Regions from separate parts of the Bos taurus genome. Here region 2 is linked to region 1. Evidence: chromatin contacts called from public Hi-C data. All regions are on one chromosome and are shown on one strand. The core of a region is the stretch at or near the end of the contact, and the rest is flanking DNA. Distances in the headings are between cores, read along the strand shown. Region 1 holds the start of TIPARP (TCDD inducible poly(ADP-ribose) polymerase). Region 2 holds the start of SSR3 (signal sequence receptor subunit 3).

The links. Hi-C and Micro-C count contacts between places; a contact is called where the count stands out from the background.
Region 2: a Hi-C map of liver shows a contact between it and region 1, with 4 times the contacts expected there. The contact joins the promoter of SSR3 here to the promoter of TIPARP in region 1. A contact is called at or near these places in 4 of 11 Hi-C or Micro-C datasets (blastocyst, liver, skin fibroblasts and 1 more).

The regions. Positions count from the first base shown.
Region 1 is chr1:110,954,015-110,957,425 of ARS-UCD2.0, forward strand. It overlaps TIPARP (TCDD inducible poly(ADP-ribose) polymerase), which reads right to left and starts at 1,877. Exons shown (of 6, transcript NM_001206048.1): 1 at 1,688-1,877.
Region 2 is chr1:111,093,927-111,097,163 of ARS-UCD2.0, forward strand. It overlaps SSR3 (signal sequence receptor subunit 3), which reads left to right and starts at 1,875. Exons shown (of 5, transcript NM_001077044.2): 1 at 1,875-2,052. The coding sequence starts at 1,920.

The DNA of each region.
Region 1 (3,411 bases), core at 627-3,126:
ACACAGTGGGTGCTCCATAATATTTTCTAGCTGAATTATTGAAGAAAAAGCACCAATTAAATGGCAAGTTCCGTGAGCCTTTATGAGTCAAGAAAAGCAACAAAATGAAAAAAATTGAGTCCCCAGAAAAAAGAATAAAAGATCTAATTGGAGTGATTTATAAGTCTACATGTGTAAAAAGTGCATAATAAATCAAACTCAGAAAAATTAAAAACAGTATATAACAAGGCGTTAATGTACAGGGCAAGTACAAAAGAAAAGGTAGAAAAAGGAGAGTTCAGTGTGAGCTGGCATTGTTAGGGAAAGCTTCACGAAGAAGGAGGGACTTGACATAAGACATAAATCAACTGGAAAGCAGCCAAGCCAGGCGTTATTATTCATCATTTGGTGCTCTTGCCTTAAGGCACAATTGGCACAGATTGTGGTATTCCCTCTCCACACCAAACTGGCCTGTGCCTTCCCCCCACGCGCACACACACACACACACACACACACACACACACACACACAATAACCACTCCTATCACACCCAGTCAAGGCAAAACAGACACGAAACCCAGTTTATTTATACGAGGGCACACACACGCCACAACTTTTCCTATTTTTGCCCTCTGTCAAACTCAGAAATAAAACCGAGAAAGAGGCAGAGAACTGGAGGAGTGGCTGGAGTGAGGAAGTCACTAGAACCTAGTTCCTCAATTAGTTTGCATAACAGAAAAAAAAAAAAAGATTGGAAGGACACTTCCTCCAGTCCCTCTGCCAGCGACCTACAGCTTCACCATTCACCTCACGATACCCCCGGGTGATGGCCCAGTTCTCAGGCATTCTGCACCCCACCACCGTCGGGGAAACCGCCCCGCTCCCGACTCATGACTCCGTCTGGGCTCGGATCTCGGCCGGGGGTCCGAGGGACGCCTCCTGCCGGCCGCGGCGGTTTGCGCAGCTCGGCGCCCGGGACCGCACGAACTGTGCCCGGCGACGCCGATTCGCGGCCAGATCTCTGGTGTTCCCGAGGATCCCACCCACTCCTGCTCCTATACCCCCGGGCCAGCCTCCTCCCACCCCCCAGCGACCCCCCGCCCCGGCTGCCCTCCCCTTTCCAGAAGCCACTCGCGGCGCCTCAATTTCTTTCTTTCCTTGACCGACCTTCCCGAGAAGATTGTCCTGCGAGGCTCGGAGGACCGACCTGAGCAGAGCGGAGGAAACGCAAAGGGCGTTTCTCGGGCTGGCGGGGAGGAAAGCGAGGACTTTAAAGTTAATCTGAAAACAGCTTGCAAACTTCTGGGCTGCAGCCGTAACGCGGGTCTGCCGGAAGGCTCCCCTCAGCAGCCGTGCTCTCCCCCGCGATGTGCGCCTCAGAACGCCAGGGGTCTGCCCGGCAGGAACGACCGCATAGACGCGCCCCCGAGCCTCCCTTACACAGTGGGAAATGGGGAGCCGCCGGCGCCCTCGACTAAACCCAGTGTCTTACTCCAATTTATACACCTGCTAGAGACCCGAAGTGACTAAAAGTGTAAATCAATGCCATCCTGATATTGACTGGATCCAAGTGAATTCGGTACAAAAAGGTAGTCTAAACACCAATCACCCCAGATCTGTGAAAGCAGGCAGCAAGGCCGGCACCCCCTTCCGTGACCACCATCCCAGCGAGGGTCCCTCGTCGGCCCCTCAGAACCGAGTCCTTTACCTGAAACGGGTTGTCTGAGAGAACTAACCACAGGAGCTGAGCCGGGCGACGCCGGTTCGCAGGCAGGGTCCGCGCCAGGGGGTGGGCGCGGAGGGTGGGCTCCGGCGTCTAGGGGTCATAGGCTGGAGAAGCGGCGAGCGGCACTCGGGCCATTCTGCCGCGGGGAGCGCAGAAAGCCGCGACTGCACTCCCGAAGCAGCTCGCTCGCCTGTCACCTCGAGCTCTGCTTTAAAGTGGCTTCCGGTCGCCTCCTCTCAGCAGCCCCGGCGCGGAGGCGGAGCCTGAGCAGCAGCGGGGTGGGGTGGGGTGGGGTGAGGGGACTGGGAGCTCAGTGGGTGCCGGGAAGGCGGCCCGCCCCACGTGCGCGTGCGCGCTCACTCGCGAGGAGGCGCGCGAGAGGTGTGCGTGCGGGGCCGCGTGCTCCCTGGAGGAGGCGTGTCCTTTCGCCGCCTGCTCTGTCCTGGAGGGTCCGCGTCTACATGCATCTAGGGTCGAGCAGCTGTGAGGAGGGGAGGTGCGCGCCGCGGGGGTGGGGCGAGCTCCACCTGCCTGCGGACAGATGGAGGGTCACTTTGTTCGGAGGAAACCCGAGGGAGGATGTGAAACAGAACAACCCGTTTTTGTGCGGTTGGCTTTGTTTATTTGCCTCCTCACCAGAGGCCTCCTGCCGCTGAAGCCGCCGACCCCGAGATGAGGTGATCGGCTGCTATGGCTTCTGCGGCCAGACGGGGTCGCCCGCCCCGTTCCGGACGGGCGGGCGCGCACCGCACCGCACCGGGGCCAGCGCTTGCCCGACCTGGTTGCAGGCATTCCTGTTTCACGGGAAACATTCGCAGCATTGCAGAAGGGAAACTTACTTTTGGGGTGTTGAGGTGTGTGTTTTAAAGGATACAAACACCATGATGACTTGTCTTTTCATTCAACAAATATTTTTTCGAGTGCGGATTGCATGCTGAGGGCGAAGTGGAGGTTTAGACTACTGTCCTGATCAGCCCAGACACCTTCTCTGTCCTCATGGAGCTTTCGTAGCACCATGTGCTCGCCTCTCAAATATTTGCCATATATCCCGAATTTGCCATATTTTCTGGATTGTAAAACATCCTGGATGGTGAATCAACCTATTGAATATTTCTTTAGCGGTGGAGGAAGAAGCACTATTTATATAATCACTATATATGGAAAAAGTTGGGCTTCCCTTGTGGCTCAGCTGGTAAAGAATCCGCCTACAATGCGGGAGACCTGGGTTCGATCCCTGGGTTGGGAAGATCCCCTGGAGAAGGGAAAGGCTACCCACTCCAGTATTCTGGCCTGGAGAATTCCATGGACTATATAGTCCATGGGGTCGCAAAGAGTTGGACACGACTGAGCGACTTTCACTTCACTATGGAGAAAGTAGGCCCTGGTCAAAATCAAGGGAAATTAATCATGACTGTATCCCCATCAGGTGGTAGAAAAAGAACACAGTTCCCAAAGAGTTGCTCTCCTGTGACCTGAAATCTAAAGTGACTTAATTCCATAGCTTGGAGCCATTATGGGCTGAAAAAGTCAGTATTAATATAACCTTATCAAGTTTGTTAAAAAATAAGAAGGGATAATAATAAATACTACAATTCCAAGCCTTACTTAAATTGTTATAAACCAAACTGAGTGACACACCAGCAAAGAAGAGATTAAGGGTAGTATCTCCCCTAGCACCCTGGGTTTACTAGGTGGCTCAGTGGCAA
Region 2 (3,237 bases), core at 625-3,124, 140 kb after region 1:
ATCAAGGGTGTATATTGTCACTCTGCTTATTTAACTTATAGGCAGAGTACATCATGAGAAACGGTGGACTGGATGAAGGATGAGCTGGAATCAAGATTGCCGGGAGAAATATCAATAACCTCAGATATGCAGATGACACCACCCTTATGGCAGAAAGCGAAGAAGAACTAAAGAGCTTCTTGATGAAAGTGAAAGAGGAGGGTGAAAAAGTTTGCTTAAAACTCAACATTCAAAAAATTAAGATCATGCCATCTGGTCCCATCACTTTTTGTAAATAGATGGGGAAACAATGGAAACAGTGACAGAATTTATTTTTCTGTGCTCCAAAATCACTGCAGATGGTGACTGCAGCCATGAAATTAAAAGACACTTGCTCCTTGGAAGAAAAGCTATGAAAAAAAAAAAAAAAAGAAAGAAAAGCTATGACCAACCTAGACAGCATATTAAAAAGCAGAGACATTACTTTTCCAACAAAGGTCCATCTAGTCAAAGCTTTGGTGTTTCCAGTAGTCATGTATACCTGAGCATTGAAGAATTGATGCTTTTGAAGTGTGATGTTGGAGAAGACTCTTGAGAGTCCCTTGGACAGCAAGGAGATCCAACCATTTCATTCTGAAGGAAATCAGGCCTGAATATTCATTGGAAGGACTGATGCTGAAGCTGAAACTCCAATACTTTCGCCACCTGAATGGAAGAGCAGACTCACTAGAAAAGACCCTGATGCTGGGAAAGATTGAAGGTGGGAGGAGAAGGGGATGACAGAGGATGAGATGATTGAATGGCAGCACCGACTCAGTGGACATGAGTTTGAATAAGCTCCAGGAGTTGGTGATGGACAGCAAAGCCTGGTGTACTGCAGTCCAGGGGTTTAGAAAGAGTCGAAAATGATGAATGACGGAACTGAACTGAACATAGTCAAAGGCTTTAGTAAAGTCAACGAAGAAGTAGTTGATGTTTTTCTGAAATTTTCTTGCTTTTTCTATGAGCCAACGGATGTTGGCAATTTGATCTCTGGTTCCTCTGCCTTTTCTAAATCCCACTTGAAAATCTGGAAGTTCTCCATTCAGGTACTGTTTAAACCTAGCTTGGAGAATTTTGAGCATTACTTTGCTAGCATGTGAAATAAGCGCAATCGTGTGGTAGTTTGAACATTCTTTGGCATTGTCTTTCTTTGGGATTGGAGTGAAAACTGACCTTTTCCAATTCTGTGGCCACAGCTGAGTTTTCCAAATTTCCTGGCATTTCCAGTGTGGCACTTTATTTAACAACATCATCTTTTAGGCTTTGAAATAGCTCAGCTGGAATTCCATCACCTCGACTAGCTTTGTAGTAGTGGTAGTGATGCTTCCTAAGGCCCACTTGACTTCGCACTCCAGCATGTCTGGCTCTAGGTTAGTGATCACACCATCGTGGTTATCTGGGTCATTAAGAGCTCTTTTGCATAGTTCTTTTTATTCTTGTCATCTCTTAATATCTTCTGCTTCTGGGTACCCACAGAGCCAGTTAAACCATACTCTCCATGAATGAATGACCATAAGACGAAGAGCTTCATGTTTTGGAATTTTCAGGGTTTGGAAAGCAGGAGTCTATCAGCATCTTTGAAATAAATGTTAATAAAGTTTTGTTACAATCGCCCACTGAACTACAAGTCCCGGCCTCCTCCTAGAAAGTGACGAATCACGTGGCCGGCTAGGAATCCGGAAGTCTGGCCCGCTTGCCTAATCACGCCGGAGAAACCTACAAAGTGGCGCCAGACTGGCCAATCCTGCGGATGTTTGTTCCAAGCCCAGGCCGGGTCCCGCCTCCTCGCGCTGCGCTGACTGGTCGTTAGCGGATACGGTGGCTGTAGAGGCGGTAACAGTGGCTTCTTCCCCGCTTTGCGCGAGGTTCCGCGCGCGTCCCGCGGCTCCGATTCCACCATGGCTCCCAAAGGAGGCCCCAAGCAGCAGTCCGAGGAGGACCTGCTCCTGCAGGATTTCAGCCGCAACCTCTCGGCCAAGTCCTCGGCGCTTTTCTTCGGGAACGCCTTCATTGTGTCCGCCATCCCCATCTGTGAGCGCTTGGAGCGAGACGGGCTGGGCTGGGCTGGGCTGGGCTGGGCGGGGACGTGGCAGGGCCGTGCAGAGGGCTAGGCGTGCGCCGGAACCCGCGCTGTCCCCCAGCTCCTCCTGGACTCAGGGGCTGCACGCAGCCTCTGTGGGCCTCCGTGATCTGTCCGGAATCGTGGTGGGTGGCATCCCAGGAAAGTCATTGTAGCACGTTGTAAAAGTAGGCTAGCTCATTCCCAGGCCTCAGGTCTGCGGATTGTGAGTTACTGGTTCTGGGATGGCGGCCTCAAATCTGTTTTTGAACCAACACCCGGGTTAAGATCTTGTGATGCTAACAGGCATATCGCCTGTTCTTTCCCCACCCCCTCGCCCCGTATAACTATCTTTTGCTGTTACGAGATCTTAAACTTTTTACTTACTTTGGAGAAACTCATAAATTAGGTTAGAATTGTAACAACTCGCACTGAATTGTAAATATAGCTTTAGAACCGGTTCACACAGAACCGGTTATTTTCCGAAAGAAGTTGAACCATTGCCAAGGCCCCAAGCTCTACTGTGTTTAAACTTTTTAATAATTCTGTTAGGACAATTCTAGAATTCTTACTTGAATGGAAAAAACTTTACAGCCTTGGCCAAGGTTGTTTTTAGAGTTTAGGGATCCCAAATGTCAATTGCCTCTCTCCTACATTTTTGCAGTGTTGTTGGACAAATCCAGATGTATTTTCTCTCCCGACTTCATAAAACCCAGCGTGCAATTAACATGGTTCAGTGACCGCACTGTGCATTGCCTTGATTTCAGATAACAGCCACGTCAGCGTGTGAACTCTGGTTTGGGACTACACGTGGAGTCTCGGAATGACTTGTAGTTAATGTAATAGTACCCTGAAGAATGAAATTTGAAGTCTCAATCGTGATTTTTTTGAGCCAGAGTTCTCATTCTAGAAGCAGCAGAAATCTCATCATGGACTAGTTATAGGAAGGTTATGTTTTTCAAGTATTCTGAACCAGAAACAGTTGAGACTTAACTTTTTCCTGGATATCACACTTAGTTCTTCTTACACTGTATTGGATTCCCTAATCCGGGCTGTATTTTACCAGGTTTAGCTATAATTATTAATAACTCAGCAGGTTTTTGTAACTGGGTGGTAATGTTTTGTTTCTTTTTGTATTCCCCCACCCCTTTTATCTT